Regions from separate parts of the Mus musculus genome. Here all the other regions are linked to region 3. Evidence: chromatin contacts called from public Hi-C, HiChIP or PLAC-seq and promoter capture Hi-C data. All regions are on one chromosome and are shown on one strand. The core of a region is the stretch at or near the end of the contact, and the rest is flanking DNA. Distances in the headings are between cores, read along the strand shown. Region 1 holds the start of Tmf1 (TATA element modulatory factor 1). Region 2 overlaps Arl6ip5 (ADP-ribosylation factor-like 6 interacting protein 5). Region 3 holds the start of Suclg2 (succinate-Coenzyme A ligase, GDP-forming, beta subunit). Region 4 holds the start of Lrig1 (leucine-rich repeats and immunoglobulin-like domains 1). Region 5 holds the start of Lmod3 (leiomodin 3 (fetal)). Region 6 holds the start of Slc25a26 (solute carrier family 25 (mitochondrial carrier, phosphate carrier), member 26). Region 7 holds the start of Eogt (EGF domain-specific O-linked N-acetylglucosamine (GlcNAc) transferase).

Region 1 (2,700 bases), core at 85-2,584, 1.5 Mb after region 3:
ACCAGAAAACAAAGCTTAAGGCAAGATTAGGTCTTCGAGGTAGCTAATTAGCATCCTCACGGATACCAGGGTTTAACTTTGCCTCTTGAAAAATGTGGTACAAAATTATAGTAACCACACATCCACTTAAACTATTCCTATTCTTCAGACCCATGTTGTTTTGTAATCTAAAACACAACAGATGATCAATGAAAATAGCATTCAAGAAAGCATATTCCATTTCAGACAACCTGCCCTCTAAAATAAATTATACAGCACTATCCATGTCTCAGATTTCGCCCGGGGCGGGGGATAATGAGTATCTTTTTATTTGAAACATCTGATCTTAAGTTTAGTAACTCCAGCTCTGGGGTCCAACCACAAAAAGGCGAGCTTCCCAATAGCAAGGTGCCACAGAGAATGAAATAAGATCACGATATATCTACAGTCATACATAAACTACGTTATCAATGATTCAACTTAGGTCCCGAGTTTTCAACAATGTACATCTAAAACCAGAAACCACAGTTAACTTTCATCCAAAGGTTTGCCCCAGTGTCTGTTGCTACACACGAAAAGTGCTCCAGACTCCCTTAGACGTAAAGACACAAGCAACCGAATAATCCTGGAAAGAGTAATTTCAGTTCATCTGAAAGATCTGGTGCTGCAAAAAGGGCTACAGTTGGGAACTCTTGGAGCACAAATTCTCTTGGGACTCTGCCCCGTACAGACTGTGCCTCACCTGGAGAAAGTTATGCATTCTGAGTTTCGGTTAGCTCCTCTGTAGAACACGGGGTCTACCATCCCTGACTCGGGTTGTTTTGAGACGGTGAACTTTTTGTAAACAAAGTCTTTTGTGTTCCTTAAACGCTTCCCGCGGGGCTCCGGGACTGGGGATTTACAAGGCTCGGACCTAGGGCGCCAAGGCGGAAGACGCCTAGCAATTGGGGATCTGGGGCTGTGCTCCTGACTCTGTAGTCAGGGGCCTGGGGCCAGGACCAGAGCTCGAGCTGACACCTGAGGTCAGCAGGACCCGCACCGGGGCCGAGGCGTGCGGGACTGGGGTCCGACAGCAGGCAGGCAGGCAGGCGCGACACCCCGGGACCCGCTTACCCGGCTCGCCGTACGGGATGGCCTCGGCCCAGGCGCTCGGCTCCTCCTCCTGGATGTCCAGGACCCTGTCGATGGACTTCTGGGCCTGGGACAGGGCCTGCTTGGCGAAGCTGGACAACTGCGAGGCATTGAACCAGCTCATGGCCCCTCCTCAGCGCCGGCTCCGGCCGGCTCCGGCGGCCTCAGCGGCGGCCCCGGCCCCACCGCCTCCCGCGGCCGCGCGGCGCTGCGAGCCTTCCGCACAGCTGAGCCGGGCCCCGCCGCGCATGCGCCGCCCTTCCACGTACACAACCACCAGATCCGGGAGCCGAGTTCCGCCCAGACGGAAGGACGGAGGCGGTAGCGTGAAGCCACATCCGGGAGCGGAGCGGAGCCCTTAGTTACCAGCCGCCTCTGGGCTTCATGGCCGTTCTCAACTGAGGGACGCGATCTGCGCCGAGGCCCAGACCTCCGGGAGCGACCAGAGCCGCGTGTGCCTCGCTATAATCCCGGCGGCTAGGCCTCACACTTATTAATCTTGGTACTCAAAAAGTAGTTGGCCAGTTCTCGCCTGGCCTGGATGTCTATGCCTGACTTGATGGGCACGGTCCCCAGGTCCTGGAACATTAACAGATGAAACCACCTCCCTCTCAACCTAATTCTGTCATCTGAATGGCGTTCATCAGCACACTCCTATGTTAAGAGGTGGGGCTTTAAGGAACTTTCTGGGTCACGAGATGACTGTGACACCCACGGGAAAGAGATGAATGCCCTATTAAGAGGTGCCTACGCCCTCTCAAGCATAACATACCAAGGTCACGCCAGCCATGAACTAGAAATAGATGGCTCTCATCAGCTGTGCTCGTCTTGGACCTCCCAGTCACAAGAACAGTAAAAATCAAGTTTCTGTAGCCTATGAGCCAGCCACTTTATGGCAGTTTGTAACAGCGGTTTGGATGGGTTAAGCCACTTGGCAAGCAATAAAATATTAACCCATCAGTACATACTGTGCACACTGCCTAAAAGATACAGCTTGTATGCTCTCTTTCCCACACTTGGTCATGGGAGAAAATTTAAAGTCGATGGCCTTCCTTGTCCAGTCAGCAGCTGTTTGGTTTGGTTCTAATAATGCTAAAGAAAAATTTTCTACCAGCATTTAAAGGCTAAATTTAATTCAAGCATTAGCCCTTTGTGAAAAGAGACTCCTACCCTACACAAAGAACCACGGGTACTTAAGGAATGCCGAAGCTAGGAATGGGGTAAATCTTCCCCTGGGAAGGTTACACACTACCAAATGAGCAGCCCCGAAATCATCATACAGACTGAGGGTTGTACTAATTAATGCATTTGAGAACGCATATGTATACACACTTATATACTTAACAGTTAATAAAAGAGACTTAATTTGAGAGAGAGCAATAGAGGTCTATGAAAAAGTTTAGAGGGACGGAAGGGAAAGGGGAAATGTAATTTTATCCCCCAAAACATTCCCTAGGACTACCAGAACTACTAACAGGATGGCTTAAAATGACAGAAATGCTTTTGTGGTTTGGAGCCAGAAGTCTGAAGTTGTTCACTGGAGCTGTCCTCCCTCTGAAATCTTCATGGAGAATGCACCATGCTTCTCCT
Region 2 (2,700 bases), core at 62-2,561, 1.5 Mb after region 3:
CTAAGCCTCGGCTGCGAGCTGAGAAGCAGTTGATCTTATACGTCTATATTTTCTTCTTTATGTAGTTATCTTATTGTTATTAGAAAATAACATGCCAATTATAAGCCAGATCAGGTGGTGCAGACCTGTAATCCCAGCTGCCAGGGAAGCTGAGGTAGGAAGACAGAGTTCAAGGGTAGCTTGGGCAAGTTGCTGAGGTGCTGAGACACACACCCCTAACCCAGAAAAATAAAACCAACAAAACAAAACAAAACAAACAAGATAAACCAAAACCACCAGTTTGAGGACACAGCTTCATGATAGAACCTTTACCTACGCATGCACAAAGCCCTGGGCTCAGTCCCACTAGCACACTCAACCACAAAGCCATGAAGCACATGTCAACTGGGCACGGTGGCCCACATCTGTGTTCCAGGACTTGGGAGGTAGAAGCAGGAGAATCAGGAGATAAGGTTGTCCTTATCTGTGCATTAAGTCTGAGACTATGGTGGGATACATGAGACCCTACCACAGGAGGGAGGGAGGGAGGGAGGGAGGGAGGGAGGGAGAGAGAGAGAGAGAGAGAGAGAGAGAGAAAGAAGAAAGGGAGGTAGAAAGGAAATGTAAATGATAGACATTTCTGCTTTAAGGTTATGTCACAAGCATAATATGCTAAATATAATAGAGGGAATGTATTATTATTTTTTCACCCACTCAATATATTGTCAATATCTTCTCTTTTGTTTTTTTGTTTTTTGTTTCTTGAGACAGGGTTTCTCTGTGTAGCCCTGGCTGTCCTGAAACTCACTTTGTAGACCAGGCTGGCCTCAAACTCAGAAATCCACCTGCCTCTGCCTCCCAAGTGCTGGGATTAAAGGTGTGTGCCACCACCGCCCAGCTATTATCAATATCTTGTGCTACTAAATTATAAGTCACATCTAGTAGTGCCTGTCTGTATACTTAAGCTTTTTAATCATATATACATATATGCACATATATTACTATAGTACCTGGGATATATATATATATCCCAGTCCAGTAAAGCATTGTTCACATAGGTTATTCCTAACAGTGTTTCACACACACACCACCAGTGTGGATATATCTCAGTCTTGGCAAGATTGTTTATTACCTTTGTCTTCTCAAGCTTGCAGGGTCTCAGTGTTGTCTAGGATTTTGAGTGAAATAGGCAACTGTGATTGTCCTGGCGGGGATGGCACTGGTGGGAATGGATGTTCTGAAGACAAAAGGAGGAAGGCACACAGTTCATTAGCTACACTGTGGTACATCAACAGAGGGCAAGGCAGTAGAGAGAGCCCATCTGCACACAGCCACTCTGAGAGGGGCTGCTTTCATGCTGGAAGGGGAGTGAATTTCCATGCCGGCAGGCAGGCAGGCAGGCAGTGGCTCTCAATGTCACAGTGTCCTGGAGTAATTGCAGTTGGAGCTTGTCATGGTTAGAGGCTGTAATGGTCTTGCCCTGAGTCAGAAGTAGCTCAGCATGATGATTATCCTAAGCTGGCACCTGTATTTTCTAGCTGGGGCTTGTGTTTCCCCTTTTCTGAGAAGATAAGAGTCCTTAGACTCCTGAGACTGGCTCAGAACAGCAGTTGGTCCCAGAACAGCATTCCTAAGTGTTAGAGGCTGTAGTGTGTTTAAACTACAGTACACTACTCTTTCCATTGTCTAATTCTCTGCATGCTCACGCTCCCCCAGCCCTTTTCTGCTTTAAAGACAGGCTCTCACTATGCAGTCCTGGCTGGCTTGGAACTCAGGCTGTAGACCAGGCTGTCCACAGAGACACACTGTTGCTCACAGAGATACACTTGTCTCCACTTCCCGAATGCCGAGACTAAAGATCTGCACCCACACATCCAGAGATTCTTTGCTTTTGTTAAGTGGAGAGCTTTAGCTTCTTCTAAGCAGTTTTACATTCATTCCAACCACCTGGCAGCAAGGATAAGAGACTTTCACTCCCTACTCAAATAGCTGATGTTTCAGTAGGATCAGAGCTAAAATGTAAAGGAATTTTCATTTGGAAAAGGTGGTGCACATATGTAACTATAGTACCTGGGAGGCTGAGGCTGGAGGATGGTGGGTTTCAAGGCCAACCTGGGTGTTTTAGTTGCTTTTCTATAGTGATGATAAAACACCACGATAAAGGCAACTGTTGTGCTCTTTTAGCTAGTTATTGGGTTTTTATGTCTACCACTCTTCCAACCCTTGTTCCACCCTGACTCCTTCCGACTTCAAACACTAGGTAGGAGAGAAAGAAAGTTAGAGGGGAAAGGGGGCATAGACCTCAACAGGCTACTTCTTGCTGACTAGGAGAATTGGGTTCCTTGTGGCAAGTCCGATCTGTCATCAGACTATATCTAGCAGTACAACAAACCAGTAATAGCAAATGCAACAGCAGATGCAGCAGCAGCAACAGCAGGATGAACAGGTGGGAGCAGAGGGGGCAGCGGGGAGGAACAGCAGGGAGGAGCAGCAGCCATGAGCAGCAGCCACACCAGGCCCTCTTGGAGCTCTCCCATTTATACCTTCTCCAGAGTCCCCAGAATTAGACTATCTACAACTGGCAAAGATCACACCCCTGCTAGTGCACAAGGCAAATCATAATCACCTGCTGGGAAGCAGCCTCTCATCCCACACCCGGCATTAAACACAAACATATTCATATAGCTGAATGTTTAAAGAAACCAAAATTCTCACTTAAGG
Region 3 (2,700 bases), core at 64-2,563:
ATCAATTCAAACCTACTGCAACAGCACCCCAGCTCTTGTTTTTTTATATATAACACTTAAATAATGAACAGGACTCAGATCGCCTGGAGATCTCTCCTCACTCTATTATAGCAGGTATCTGTGATTTTAATTAGACAAACCGCCATCCCTCTCCTTTACCCACCATACTGTCAAGTGCCTGTTAAGGATATTACAGTAATAACTATTAGCGCCTCTTAAATTCCCATTAACAATAACAGAGAAATGGAATGTCAGGTAATGAAAAGAAGAAAAAAAAAACCTTCACAGATGTCATAATGATCCAAAGTTTAGAGAAACAAAAAAAAAATCATTAGTAAGTTATTTTCTTTTCGTTTTTCCTAGTGCCCTATGCATGCCTTGGTCAGAATGTAGTGATTTGCCTCTCATTGGACTGGAAAGTTTTTCTTGCGGGGGGGGGGGGGGGTTGGGGGGGGAGGCGGGGCGGGTAAACTAGAGAAAGTAGGAAGACTAGTAGTTGGATGACTTCTCCCAAGTGTCAATGCCAACTCACAATTTCCCTTCCAAAGCCTCGCTACTGCGACGCTTGCAATGGAAGAAGGTAAATTCAACAAGAGAGCAACGTGGAGGAAGGAGCTGCTGAGTCTAACACTAGTTAAGTCTCTAGGAGGCACGGACCAAGTGGGCAGGCAGGAGTTTTCACACAGGCCTTTCATACAAGACTCCACTTCTACTATCCTCCTGGACCCCTGCAGGTCCCCACAGACAAGCACAAGGGGGTCACAAGCGACACCCCGCGGGGTTGACTGGGGCAGGTGAGCTGCCTCGGGAGTCTGGGGAGCGAGCACGTGGCTGCCGAGCGAGCTCGGGCTTAGAGCCGCCCCCGGGCAGAGCCAGTAAGCGGCTGAGAAACCTCTGCGTTCCAACAGTGCGCCCAACTTTTGGGAACTCGCCCCCAGCGCGGGGTGCCAGTGCCCGGGCAAGGCTGATGGGAGCCATTAGAACGATCCGGGTCGTGGGGTGTGCACTCTGACCCCCGCGATCCCCGACACCTCGGACGCCGCACAGCCCGCCGCGCTGCGGGGAGCACCGGATCGCCAGGGGTCGCGCGGGGCGAAGAGGCCGCGGAGCATGGGGCACCACGGCGGGTGGCTCGCGTGGCCCGGGCCGCGCTCACCTGGGACCTGACCGCCAGGAGCGGCCGCAGCGCTCGCTCTCGCAGAAGCTTCCCAGCCTGCGCCGCGATGGCCACCGGGGACGCCATCTTAACCAGGAACCTGAAGAGAGGCGGCGAGGGGGAGGGAGGGGGCGGAGGAGGGAGCCCGCCCGGGCCCAGGCCTCGGGAGGGGGCGGGGCAGGAGAGGAGGGACGGAGCTAGAAAGGAGGGGCGGGGCGGGAGAAAGGGCGGGGAGGAAAGCGGGTGCAGTAGAGAGCTGGGGTGAGGGAATTGGGAAAAAGAAAGGAAGGAGGGGGCTGGGGGCGGTGGAAGACCCCCCCACCCACTCCTCACCTTGTTACCCCTACCCCCCACTACCTTCACCATCTCACCCCAAGGCCATGTGGCTTCCCAGAGCTTACTGCATCTTGCCTGGCTTTCAGGCAAAAGCAGATCTCAGCCCCAGGGGCACTGACTTAAAACTGGCCCTGGGAGTGACAGATTAGACCTTGACACTGCAGTGAGGGCTGCTAGGTCTGGCCCTAGGAACTGATACCACCTTCAGAGGACACACCTTGGAGAGAGTAATGTTCCAAGGGAAGGAATTAGGATCAATGCTACCCTTAGTTCCTGGGCCATGTGGGGGCACAAGCTTGGGTGTGGGTGTTGTGAGTGTACTGGGTTTTGGTTGGGTAGTAGTGGTTTGTTGTTTTGGTTTTGGTTTTTGAGATAGGGTTTTTGTCTATCTTCCATTGGCCAGAAATTCATCTCGAACTCCTGACCCTGCCTCTACTTCCAAAATACTGTGATTATAAACAGGCACCACCCTGTCTCTTTGCGAAAGTGATGGAGGGTTTTGGGCCTACCTTAGTGACATCTGTTTTCTTGCTACTTAACCTTAAATTAATAAAAAGCTATTGCTGGATTTTCTACTCTACAAGGAGAAAAGTGTTTGTGTACAGTATCCAGGCTGCTATGCACTTACATAAAATACAAATCACAGTAACAACTAGTATGTACCAGACATTGAACAATTAGGAACACATTTAAGCTTCATGGCGACATTTTAGGTAGATGGCATTTCTATACTCATTCTGCAGAAGAGAAAACTGAGGCATACAACAGATAAGAAACATAACAGGGGCTAGATAATGAGATATGAGATTCAAACTCATGTTTCACCCCCTCAGCACTACTTGGGGATATTTTTTAATTGGGTGTTGGGTTTGTTTTTGTTTTTTTATGATCACAAGACAGACAAGGGACACTATAGCAACAGTCCCCTCACAAGAGTGTCCTCTGTCGGCTTCCTTTAAACTTCCATTTGATGTAAATTCACATTGACAGAGAAGCTGTAGGAACATTACTCCAAGAGACCCCAACAGTCTTTATGCCGCTTCACCGAGGATTTACATTTGGCCCACATCTGTCCTTGATAAGCCTTTTCCTCCTCAAAACCTTACCCACAGAATCTATTCTCTTTGTGTGTGTGTGTGTGTGTGTGTGTGTGTGTGTGTGTGTGTGTGTGTGTGTGCGTGTGCTGTGACTTGCCCTATCTCCACCTT
Region 4 (2,700 bases), core at 155-2,654, 1.0 Mb before region 3:
ACATCTCCAAGAACTGTCTCAAAGCTTCTCAACTCCTGGCTTCTTCAGGACAGGGTCCCTTTTGCCCTGGCCAATGCCAAGTCAAGCCACCACGATTGTCTGGTGATCAGGAGACTGCAACACATACTCACTAATACACAGTATAAATAGCATGAACCCTGGAGATGTGAGTCACTGTCATTCATTACCAACTGAAGGTAAGTTGAGGGAACTCAAGACACCTAAGGGCTGGGTTACATACAGCACAGGAGAAAAGATACAGCCATGGATCCCAATCCCAACACAGGCTCCTACACTCTGCCATTGCGTCCGTCTCACATGCACACAAATTCGCTCACCTCCACTCTACACACACACATATTTCGCGCTCCACAGCACTCTCACTCAGTTTCAAATCACAAACCGGTGGCTCACCTCCACGGCCCACACTCGCTGACTTCCAGACTTCACGAGGCACACTCGATCACCCTTACAGGATCACTCATGTCCTGCATCCTCTCCACAACACACGCTCGCCGCAAGGCAGGCTCCTCCAGAATCACGCTCACCTTCAAACCCCAGAAGCAGAGTCCTCTCTCCCGAGCTCCCACGCGTGACCTCCACTCGGCCACCCACAAGTCTCCCCAGCCCACAGAGCGCACTCCGCACCCTCTCCGGCTGAGCACACCAGCAGCCCCGTCTTAGTGACAGCGCCCGGACGAGAGGCAAAGGCGATACTCACAGGCTGCGCGTCCAGGAGGGCAGGTCCCGGGGCAGCGTCGCCAGCCCGCGCCCACTGCAGTCCAGCGAGTCCCCGGCGCAAGTGCAGGCGGCCGCGCAGGGGGCCCGCGGGCCAGCCTGGGCGCCCGCTGACTCCGGCCATTGCAGTAGCAGCAAGAGCAGCCAGAGCAGAAGGCGAGGCGCAAGGCGCGGGGCTCCGAGCACTCCCGGACCGGGCCGCGCCATCTTGTCTGGAACGCGCCGCGAAGCCGGGGAGCGAGGGCTGCGAGGTGCGGGCGGCCGCGGGCGCGGGCTGCGCTCGGAGCTAGGCTCCGCGCCGGGACATGGACGCCCGACTCCAGTCGGCTCCGGGGCCGCGGCGCTCAGCCGGCACGCTCTGCCCGGGCCGCTTCGCAGCACCCTGCGGGGACCGCCACCCCCGCGCCCATCCGGGCCGAGCCCCGCGCGCGGCGAACTCTGTGGAGTCCCGCAGTGAGTGCCCGGCCGCCGCTGCTCGTCCTTCCCGCCGCGCTGAGAGTCGCCTTCAGAGCTCGGGCGCACGCCGAGAGCCGCCGCCTCTGAGGACTGAAAACGCTTAGCCTCGGCCTCTGCGCGTGGCGCGGGCGGGCATCTCACTGAGGGCGCTGAGCTGATGATAGCCGTGGACCCCACGCGCCTGCCCGTCCCGGAGCGGCCGGAGCGCACCGTGCCTCAGCGCTGCGAACAATCAGCGGCCAGCCGCTCCGCGGTCCAGCCCCGCGGCCCCAGGCCCCGCCCCGGCTGCTCGCCCTCACACACCCCTCCGATGGGGCCCCGGGGCGCAGATCGGCCCACGTTGGCTGCAGGGCTACAGCATTACGCCCCGCCCTGCCCGTTGCTCATTGGCTCCTGGAGCGCCTTTTTGGCGTCCTAACCCATAAGAGCGCTCGCTCCCTGAGGTCCCGCCTCCGCTCGCTTTTCCCACCCAAGGTGTGAAAGGCGGGGACGGGGCGGGGAAAAGGAGAGGCGTGCTGCCTCCTCTTAAAGGAGACTTGTAGGGTTTTGGCTACCAAGTACCAGAATCTGGAAAAGTGGCCTAAGCTTCGGTCCATTGAGCCTAGGAGAAGAGAGAAAGTTTGTAATCCACGGGTTTGGGAGCTATCTGGACCCAAGGTTTATTCTGCTCTCCTAAACTAAAAACATCATGGTGGATTTACAGCAAACGAGCACCCTTTTTCAGGTGCCTTGCAAAAGAAAAAAAAAAAAGATTTAAAACTTGCTTTCATGAGTTTCTCAGCTATTTCCTCAGAGGTGGGGCCCCCTTTCCCATCTGTGCTCCACACTCGTTCTTCTTGATATCTTTAATCCAGAAATGTGTCCTTGACTACCGAAATGACTGTGTGCTGCAGAAATTGAATCTTGAGGGCACGCCCACTTCCCCGCCCCTAGTTAGTTGAAGGATAGTTCGGGAAGTGCTCTGGACTTGGATAAAGGGGGTTGCTGTGGTGGTGTGTTTTGTTATTGAAAATCAGTGCCTTTAAAATACAATTTCCAAGAAATTATCCGTGACGTGCTCTTTATAGACAGTGAGAGAGGTGGGGGGAGGGAGAGAGGAGAGAGAGAGAGAGAGAGAGAGAGAGAGAGAGAGAGAGAGAGAGAGAGAGAGAGAACCTGTTAGTTTGGCAAACACGGATCAGAATAGATTGATAGCCGCCATGTGAAACAGTGCTTGGACATAGGCGAGCACACGCGCGCGAACACACACACACTTAATGGAGTGGGGCGGGGGGGCGGGGGGAAGAGATTAGCACTGTAATACATATCTGCCGCCTCTGGGCGGTTTGACTTGCTGATGTCCGAACTGCACACAGGGTCAGGGAAACTAAGGCGCTGGAGTCTTCTGGAAAACATTTGTTCCAGCACGGTTAAATCTAACTTAGGCTTTATAGAAAGGGAGTAGGAACGCTGTTCATCGGGAAGAAAAACACCGAACAGTTAAAGGGATTTCATTACATGTTTGAC
Region 5 (2,700 bases), core at 122-2,621, 1.5 Mb after region 3:
ACTGTCTTCTATCACACCAATGTGACAACATGCACCTGTGTCTAGCAGGTGGCCCCAAAGAAACCATACATAAGAAATCTGTCTTCTTTCTTCTCAATCATTTTTAAGTGCAACATTAAAATTTGTCCTTTAGAACCATCAAGACGGCTTATCAGGTAAAGGTACCTGCCACCTCGCTTGACCTACACACACACTCACACACTTACACACACACACACACACACACACACACACCTAATAATAAAAAAATGTAATTAAATTTTAACTGTGCTTTATACAAAACTCATGCCAGCTCTAGTTTTTAGATAAGTATCTCAAGAGAGGACTCTCTTGAAGATTCCTTCTTAGACATCAATTTTCAGGTGTCATCACTGATGCCCAATGCACATACAGTGTGCCCACGTTTTCAGTCTTGGGTTTGGCTTAGTGTATGGCCAGATTTCTTCAGAAGTGGGGAATCTTTGACATTATATGTAAAATATCGTATGTGCATAAGTAGTCTGGAGAAATGTGGAGTAGAATTTGGACAAGCTTCTCAAAAGGAGAAGCCAAAAAAAAAAAAAAAAAGACAGAAGAGCTGTTTCTGTGTTAAACCATTACATGTCATTCATGGCTACAGACCACCAACTCCACACAGAGACCCTGGTGCCAATGTTGAAAGAGAAACACTGACAAGAGGTTATCACCTTCTCCCCACTACCTTGCAATTATACTATTTTTTCAGAAAGTTACAGCCTGGGCTAGAACTTAATATTATAATTTAATTTAGGTGTGCCAAAATCCAAAACAGAATCACACATTTCATTCAGTCTTGAGAAATCACAATTGCAAAACACTACCCTGCCAGCCCAGTCCCGGCAGCCATTTGTGTCCCACACAGATCCCTGGTTACCTCAGACTGCACAAAACTGACAGGAACTCGTTCATCTTCCAGCATGCGTCTAGACGCCTTTTGCAAATACATGTAATCAACGAGAGACTTATGGTTGAAGTTTCCTGTGGGTGCCTTGTCTGTTTGATCCTTTTGGATCATCCCCACAGGAAGGTGGGGGTCAGGGGCCATGACTTCCATCTCTGACTGCAGTTCCTTCAGCTCTTCAGGGGATAAGTTGGCTAGGAGTTCGTCTTCATCGAGCTCCTCACTAAGGGTGTCTTCTTGCTCCGAATTCCTGCTGTGCCCCGACATAGTTTACTTTTTTTCTATCTGTTTCTAGATCACCAGAAAAGAAGAAATAATCCAATATGATATATTTTAAAGAAGGAATCAGTATGCAAACACCTCAGTGTCTTCTAATTAACAAATATCTTAGGCCAACCCACCCTTGAGAGATTTTCTCACTCAATGGTGTTGGTTGAGCTGCTGGGAGTGACTATAGCTCAGCTCATGTGGGATCTATATTAAGCAAGGTTTTCTGGGCAGAGTCAAGTTGTGGAACTACTACATGAGTCCCTTTTTGGCAACTTGAGTCATCTGGACAAATCCATCTGACATTTCAGTACAGCTGCTGGGCTAGACAGCGAGTAGCCGGGCTATGGAATCTCTGCAGGAATAAACGCATTCTTTTCTAAAGCCCTCCCACCCCAGGGAGCCCACACCCCATGCTCTAGATCTCCCGGGGAGCCTGCTGCTGCTTATCTAAACAACTCACAAAACATCAGAATGAAAATCCAGCCAGCAAATGCAGTTTCTCCTGGAATAGAAGCGTCGTCCCCTGAAGGTGGCCGGTGAGCTGGGCTTTGCCTGATCTTTCCAGCAGGCTCTGGAAGCCGTGCCTCTGAAGGGAACAGCTCAGGTCTTGCTATGGTATTCACCCCTGTGTAAGTGAACCGGTGCAAGCTGCTCTTATCTGCACCTAGATCCTGTGACCTGACAGATGGGGATAACAAGGCCCTGAATTTCCATGTAAGGGAGAGGGGCCATGTAAGGGGTTTAAAACCATTTATGTCTTTAGTAAGTGTTTATCAAACCTAGCTAAATTAAGATGGCTCTGAAGAGAATGTTTGTAATCATACTGTTGAAATACTGGGAGAAAAGGGACATGAAAAGAGTTTCTTTGTAAACTGTGGGGGAGGGACACTAATTTTTTTCAAATTGCTAACATACATTTATGTTGATCCAACAACCCTACCTTTTGAGGTATATACCTCAGATACACTCCCACCAAGGTGAAAGCACAATTGTATACATTAGCTGGCTACACAAAACTCTAAAACAGTGTGCATGACAGGATAGTCTTGAGACAGTAAGTTAAACAAATGTACATAAATAAAAATAAGAGCCAGGCCAGGTTCTGGATGCCTTTAGTCTCTTTGTACTTGTACTCAGGAGGCAGAGGCAGGCAGATCTCTGTGAGTTCAAGCTCAGCCTGGTTTACATAGCAAGTTCCAGGACAAAAAGGGCTACATAGAGAGACCCTGTCTCCAACACAACCCAAATAGATAAATATAAAAATATCAGTGAGATAGATTATTGAATAATAAATAAGAAACCAAACATTTCACGTGATTTTAGGGAGGGGTATAGGTGTCTAGAGGGCTGGGCTGGAGAAAGGCTTCACCATTATATATTTATATATTTCATATATATTATATTTTTATATTTTTTTCCAGAGACAAGAGTCCTTCTGTGTAGTCCTGGCTGTCCTGGAACTCACTCTGTAGACCAGGCTGGACTTGAACCCAGAGATCTGCCTGCTTCTG
Region 6 (2,700 bases), core at 66-2,565, 1.2 Mb before region 3:
ATCATTTCTTTGTGGGTCATCTTTGAAATTTTCTATTTTCTTTTAGTTCTCTATAAAAATATATAACAGTGACTAGGTAGGTGGAACTATATATGTAGCCTTTGTGGCTACATCTATACTGCCCTTGCATGTTCAAGACCCTAGAAAGAAAACCCAAATTATTATCCAAGTGTAATGGCTCACATCTGTAATTCCAACATTTGGGAGGCAGAGGCAGGACAATTGTTATGAGTTTGAGGTCACCAGAACTACATAACTACATTGCCAGTTCTAGCCTATCATAGGCTACAGTGAAACTCAAATACCAACTGAAATACACACACACACACACACACACACACACACGTAAGTAAATTGTAAACTAGCAATCCTACTGTCCTGCAGAGCAATGGTACTTATTCTTCCTGTCTTCCTCCATCTACACGAGGGCCCTGCTAGGTAAACACATATTCTACCATTGAGTTACACTCACTATTAAGCTGTATTTTTTTAAGTATTAAATTCTATTTATTTCACTATCAACATATTAATATGTAATAAAATATAATATGCAAAATATATGATATACAATAAATATTAGGTATGTCCACAGACATTGGGAGACAGCTTGTGGGAACTGGTTGTCTCTTTCACCCTATGGGTCCCAGGGAGTGAACTCAGGTTGCAGGGTTGGTGGCAAGAGCTTTTACCTGCAGAACCATCTCACTCGCCCTATCTAATAGGAATTTGTTAGTTGTCACCTCCAGAATTGGAGGCAAGCGCCTTTACCTACTAAGCTATCTCACTGGCCCTAACTAATTGTATTTTGATAGCAGCTACCTCCATCCTTCTTCCCTTCGTAGTCTCTAGTGATCACTCTCCTACTTTAAGTACATTAATTTAAAGAGAAATAAACGTCAGTACAAATGGAGAATACTTTTTTTTTTTTTTTGGTAATAAAAACGTATTTTTGTTTAACATTTTTTTTCTTTCTTTCTGGAATTGGATCAACAGAAATCCAGCCAGCCTGCACAGATAAAGCGAAGGAATAACGGACTTGGATTGTGAGTAGGAAACCACAGGGCTGGCCTTCAGGTACAGGCAGTGCCGCCTGGTCCCAGTCCTGCCAGCTCTGGTCTCTCCTCCGGGGTCTTTCGTAGATCCCATCCGGGGCCACAGGCTTGTGCGAGGCTCTTGCCTAGCGCCTCCGGAGCCGGCTGCTGAAGGACAGGAAGCCGGAGAAGCTCCAAACCCCAGGGTCCTCCAGGAAAGGCTCAGCGACCAGCACCGAGCGACGCACGTGCTTTTGTTGTGGTGTGACGTCACGAGTTCTGCCCCGGAAGTAGTTGCTCCATATCCCGCCCCAACATGGCGGCGCCCAGCTCTTTAAGTCAGCACCTGCTTTTGCCCAGCTTGTGATTTTTAACCTTGGCGGCGTTGGGAGACCATGGACGCGCCGGGCTTCACGGCCTCGCTGGTGGTGAGTACCGGGTAGGGGTGGGCTGCTGGGTGCAGGCTGCGTGGGAGCTGTGGCGGCTTCTCTGCACTGCCGCTTTCTTCCGGGTTTAAGCAGTGGTCGGTCTGTCCTCAGGTCACTGGCTGCTAGATCTAGGACCAAGCCTAGAGACGTCTGGGAAGTCTGTTCTCAAGGCTTGGTGGCTTCTGATGGGCTTTTAGAGATGAGGTATGCTTGACACATTGTCTTATTTACTGAAGGCTTCAGTAAATTAAGACTTCCCTTGTACACCATATTCACCTGAACTTGGGAATTAAACATGCAAATACACACTATTCAGGAAAACACTTACGACCCATCCATCCAAGATACTAGCTTGTCTTTTTGAAGTTTCTACACATTTAGTTCCTAGTAATCTGCTCATTTTTCTCCACGTTTAGGCTTTGAAGAAATACTGAGCATAAGTAGTGGTGTTGTGGAGTCGATGGTTTATTGGCTAATTCTGTCGATTTATGAGAACCAGTGCTTTTTGAGGGGCCTATAACAGCAGGTCTAGCAGGAGATAATAGATTTAGCAGATGTAAGAGAGACTGGTTAACTTTGATTTTATTCTGGAAGAGTGAACAGAAGCAGACAAGAAATACCTTCATTTTTAAAATGCTCCTGCTAAGGGCAAATAGAAGCCCAGGGGCATTTGTTTACAGAACTAGCTACTGCTCTGATGGAAGGGTTGGAGATAGAGTGTTGAACAAGAGAAACCTGCCCATAAGAGTTAGATGTAGGAGACAGTACAGAAGTGACTGCTCGGGTAAGTGACAGGTGGACTAGGTTCAGGACATTATGGGAAGAGGTGATAACAGGTTATGGGCCAGGCATCCTAAATATATGAGATTCATTTGTGTTTGGGGAGATGGCTCAGTAGTTATAGCATCTGTAGTTCAGTTCCCAGAACCCTGGGAAATGTTGGGTGGGTCTGGTGGCCCATGTGTAATTCCGGTGCTCAGAAGGTGGAGACAAGGGATCCCTGGAGCAAGCTGGTGAGCTAGACTAACCTTTAGTGATCTCTAGATCCTTTGCTTCAGTGAAGAAAGAGGAGAGACAATGAGAAAGACTTCTGACTCAAGGTTGGGCTGCACACACACACACACACACACACACACACACACACACACACATATGTGCACGAGCACAAGCACATAGCACATCGCACCCAGGCTCATTTCATTGTATTTAATTTTCATTTACTGTTATTTACTTCTCCAAAG
Region 7 (2,700 bases), core at 26-2,525, 1.4 Mb after region 3:
AAGTCTCTCAAAGCAAAGTCAGAGCCCAGGGTCCCCTGGACATAGTAACCCACGGAGCAGACACTAGTGGTGAGCAGGAAGGAGGTAGCCCGCTTCACACCACATCACTCAATCCAGACCAACAGGATAATTAGCAGAGAAAACATTCCTAGGACCAAAGCCTGTTCCTGGTTCTCATTGCAGTAATCCTGTTCTCTGATTCCCGGGGCTGCCTGGACCAGTGCCAACCTCAGGATCACAACAGGCCACCCAGCCCTTGGACTAACCTTCTAGGTCGCGGCTTGGAGCACTAGGTCCTAAATTTCGGGTATCCAAATCCACAGCTCTGCAATGCGTTCTGCCGGTTAACAAAACTTGACCATTCATGGAAAAAAGTAACCCTTGGCCGTGGGGAAAATCTAAAGGAGCAGATCAGAAAGTTGGCTTTTGCAAGGGAGGGCATGTACCCACTTGCATATGCTGGGTGATGGTTCCCTGTGGTGCATGAAAGTACAACTTCAGGGCCTGGCAGAAAGCCTTCCCGGAGTTGAGTTCTCTGGCAAGACTTGGCAGGGATGAAAGCTTTAGTAGGTTAGGCTACCGCGTCTTTTTGCACAAAACGGTCAATCGCGCTCCACTCGTGTGTGGCTTGATTGGATTTTCACGGACCTAAAAAGAGAAGAGGAAAAAAAGGTAAAAATCTGAACGCCGTAAACCATGAGAGCTGGGGTTACTAGGACTACCACATGAATGGCTTAGGGCATTGCTGGGCAACAGAGCCAGCAGCGGACAGATGAAGTGCATCTGGGACTCAAAGACTATCAAGTCCCAAGGTAGGCAAGCAGACAGAGCTCAGACAGAGCTCGGCTGCCTGAGGCGCCGAAGTGGCAATCCTGCTGTGGCGATCCTCCGGTTGTCTGCGGAACGTCAACCCCTCCCCTGTGTAGCGGAGTCAGCCCCTCGCGCCCGGCAGCAGCCAACCCTGCCCCGGGTGCTTGGGGAAGCAGCTGTCTTAGGAGACGCTCGGCTCCCAGGTGTGCCTGGAGAAGCCACTCCGCCCCAGCATGGGGATCGAGGCAACAGGGCAGGCCTGGCTGGGCATCTCCCTAGCCTACAGCCACCGATCAACTCCTGGTAACCAGCTGAAGGCCGCGGGCTGGGATCAGAGTCCCAGAGTCAGGCTGCGGGCCCACGGGGGTGCAGGCGCCGGCCAGGAACAGGCGGGGAAGGCGCGGGGCCCACCTGCAGCTTGACTAGGGAGCGGCGGCGGCGGCAGTGGCGGCAGCTTGGGAGTAACGAGACGTCACCGCCGGCAGCCGCGAACCGGAAACCTCCGGCGCCCAAGCCGGGCCAGGGGGCGCCCGGGAGCTGCCGCGACACCTTGGCCCGGGGCTCAAGGGCGGACCGGAATGCCTTGACCACACCCAGCGACCAGAGTCTGGAAGGCACTCTTGGACACCCATCAGCCAAGGTTACGGACACCCTGTGACCCACAGCCTGATCCACTGGGGACACCCGCCTACATCCCCTCCGGGACGTGGGACACCGGGGTGCAAGTCCCTGGCTGCTCCTCCAGGCGCTTGGCAGGTCTCCAGCACCAGAGAGTAGGCAGGCAGACTACGGGACTGTTTACATATCACTCAGGGTTGTAATTTTATTGCTTTCCCATTCTGAGCAGAAGTTGCTGCCCTGATTTTCAAATGAGACTGGATGTAGTGGGACACTCTCTGGTGGGTAGTGAAAATACTGTAGATTCCAGGGAATTGTACCTGTCCATGAAGTGTCCAAGTCCAATGGCTACTCTTGTTTAATTTTTACGTTTTTGCTATTTCATGATGATTTCTAACTGCTTGTTTAGGTGATGATTACGTGTATGCATATCTCCCATTCTCTTCCATTCTTGACACCTTGCAGTTCCAGCATGCCTTCTGGAGCATGGGGGAGACAGCCATTAAATTATGATTAAAGGGTTCAAGGGCTGACAGGTGGCTTAGAGTTTTCAAAGCGCTTGTGGGAGCAAGCCTGACGACCCACGTTGAATCCTAGGATCCTACCACGAAAGGGGAGAACCCACTCCCTGACCTCGTTCTCTGACCTCCTGGATACTCACACCTTCCTATACAATACTAATAAATGAAAAAAAGGACCCAGCTTATATTAATGGTGTCAAAATAAACATGCTCAGATGCATTCAGTTCACAAGGCTTACATGTCTTATAAATTTTAAGAAGCTACTATGAGAACTGAAACCAGAACTGGTGGTACAGGCCTGCTGTTCCAGCTACTCCACAGGCTGAGTCATGGAAAAAATTTAAAAAAAATAAAAAATAAAAGGAAGTTCAAGACACCCAGACAACTTAGTGACCACGGAGATGAGTGCTATCCTAACATGTGCACGACCCCAGGTTCAATCCCCAGTAACATACAACATACACATGGGCTGGGCACTTTAGGGAAGGCCTTTCTTTAATCCTAGCTAGCACTTGGAAGGCAAAGGCAAATGGATCTCTGTAAGTTTGAGGCCAGCCTGATCTATGTCGCAAGTTCCAGACCAGCTGTGTTTTATATGTGTATGTGTTTAATATGTATATAATTTGTTTAATATATATCCTGTTCAGTATGTATTGTGTTAGCATGTCATTTACATGTGCCAAACACACATTAAAGAACAAAAGAACATTACAGTAGTTTTTAAAATGCATTTTAAAATTTTTATGTATA

Evidence for each region. Promoter capture Hi-C pulls out the DNA fragments that hold promoters and counts their contacts. A called contact is a pair of places that touch in the nucleus more often than the background predicts. HiChIP or PLAC-seq counts read pairs in DNA pulled down with a chosen protein or histone mark.
Region 1: a contact with region 3 is called in a promoter capture Hi-C map of pre-B cells, with 6 times the contacts expected there. The contact joins the promoter of Tmf1 here to the promoter of Suclg2 in region 3. A contact is called at or near these places in 7 of 39 promoter capture datasets (the 3T3-L1 cell line, the C10 cell line, cranial neural crest and 3 more), 4 of 115 datasets of contacts at active chromatin or transcription factors (astrocytes, embryonic stem cells, stem cell-derived neural progenitor cells and 1 more) and 2 of 9 other capture datasets (adipose tissue and liver).
Region 2: a Hi-C map of the G1E-ER4 cell line shows a contact between it and region 3, with 4 times the contacts expected there. The contact joins the enhancer-like site here to the promoter of Suclg2 in region 3. A contact is called at or near these places in 2 of 39 promoter capture datasets (the C10 cell line and pre-B cells), 2 of 484 Hi-C or Micro-C datasets (B cells and the G1E-ER4 cell line) and 1 of 115 datasets of contacts at active chromatin or transcription factors (extraembryonic endoderm stem cells).
Region 4: a Hi-C map of CD8 T cells shows a contact between it and region 3, with 8 times the contacts expected there. The contact joins the promoter of Lrig1 here to the promoter of Suclg2 in region 3. A contact is called at or near these places in 3 of 39 promoter capture datasets (cranial neural crest, liver and pre-B cells), 1 of 484 Hi-C or Micro-C datasets (CD8 T cells) and 1 of 115 datasets of contacts at active chromatin or transcription factors (pancreatic cancer cells).
Region 5: an H3K4me3 HiChIP or PLAC-seq map of pro-B cells shows a contact between it and region 3, with 6 times the contacts expected there. The contact joins the promoter of Lmod3 here to the promoter of Suclg2 in region 3. A contact is called at or near these places in 2 of 39 promoter capture datasets (both in liver) and 1 of 115 datasets of contacts at active chromatin or transcription factors (pro-B cells).
Region 6: a contact with region 3 is called in a promoter capture Hi-C map of pre-B cells, with 6 times the contacts expected there. The contact joins the promoter of Slc25a26 here to the promoter of Suclg2 in region 3. A contact is called at or near these places in 4 of 39 promoter capture datasets (the C10 cell line, hippocampal neurons, liver and 1 more), 5 of 484 Hi-C or Micro-C datasets (CD4 T cells, CD8 T cells, the G1E-ER4 cell line and 2 more), 1 of 115 datasets of contacts at active chromatin or transcription factors (thymic regulatory T cells) and 1 of 9 other capture datasets (liver).
Region 7: a contact with region 3 is called in a FOXA1 HiChIP or PLAC-seq map of pancreatic cancer cells. The contact joins the promoter of Eogt here to the promoter of Suclg2 in region 3. A contact is called at or near these places in 4 of 39 promoter capture datasets (the 3T3-L1 cell line, hippocampal neurons and trophoblast stem cells), 1 of 484 Hi-C or Micro-C datasets (B cells), 9 of 115 datasets of contacts at active chromatin or transcription factors (astrocytes, differentiating embryonic stem cells, embryonic stem cells and 3 more) and 1 of 9 other capture datasets (embryonic stem cells).

Annotation. Positions count from the first base shown.
Region 1 is chr6:97,177,790-97,180,489 of GRCm38.p6, forward strand. It overlaps Tmf1 (TATA element modulatory factor 1), which reads right to left and starts at 1,335. Exons shown (of 17, transcript NM_001081111.2): 1 at 1,093-1,335. The coding sequence starts at 1,234.
Region 2 is chr6:97,224,845-97,227,544 of GRCm38.p6, forward strand. The region is part of intron 1 of Arl6ip5 (ADP-ribosylation factor-like 6 interacting protein 5); the gene reads left to right. Among named protein-coding and RNA genes, the nearest start is that of Gm52868, 4.4 kb to the left of the region's middle. Within about 2 kb of position 1,312, at least 14 of the 459 cell types and tissues checked have an H3K27ac peak or open chromatin away from gene starts, as enhancers often do. A contact at or near this core is called in the G1E-ER4 cell line, where this site is marked.
Region 3 is chr6:95,717,533-95,720,232 of GRCm38.p6, forward strand. It overlaps Suclg2 (succinate-Coenzyme A ligase, GDP-forming, beta subunit), which reads right to left and starts at 1,314. Exons shown (of 11, transcript NM_011507.3): 1 at 1,157-1,314. The coding sequence starts at 1,243.
Region 4 is chr6:94,698,741-94,701,440 of GRCm38.p6, forward strand. Lrig1 (leucine-rich repeats and immunoglobulin-like domains 1) reads right to left here and starts at 1,405. Exons shown (of 19, transcript NM_008377.2): 1 at 722-1,405. The coding sequence starts at 945.
Region 5 is chr6:97,251,386-97,254,085 of GRCm38.p6, forward strand. Lmod3 (leiomodin 3 (fetal)) reads right to left here and starts at 1,372. Exons shown (of 3, transcript NM_001081157.2): 1 at 893-1,372. The coding sequence starts at 1,186. Gm32191 (a long non-coding RNA gene) reads left to right here and starts at 1,519. Exons shown (of 4, transcript XR_869294.2): 1 at 1,519-1,725.
Region 6 is chr6:94,498,999-94,501,698 of GRCm38.p6, forward strand. Slc25a26 (solute carrier family 25 (mitochondrial carrier, phosphate carrier), member 26) reads left to right here and starts at 1,316. Exons shown (of 10, transcript NM_026255.5): 1 at 1,316-1,459. The coding sequence starts at 1,427.
Region 7 is chr6:97,147,611-97,150,310 of GRCm38.p6, forward strand. It overlaps Eogt (EGF domain-specific O-linked N-acetylglucosamine (GlcNAc) transferase), which reads right to left and starts at 1,276. Exons shown (of 18, transcript NM_175313.5): 1 at 1,222-1,276; 2 at 267-648.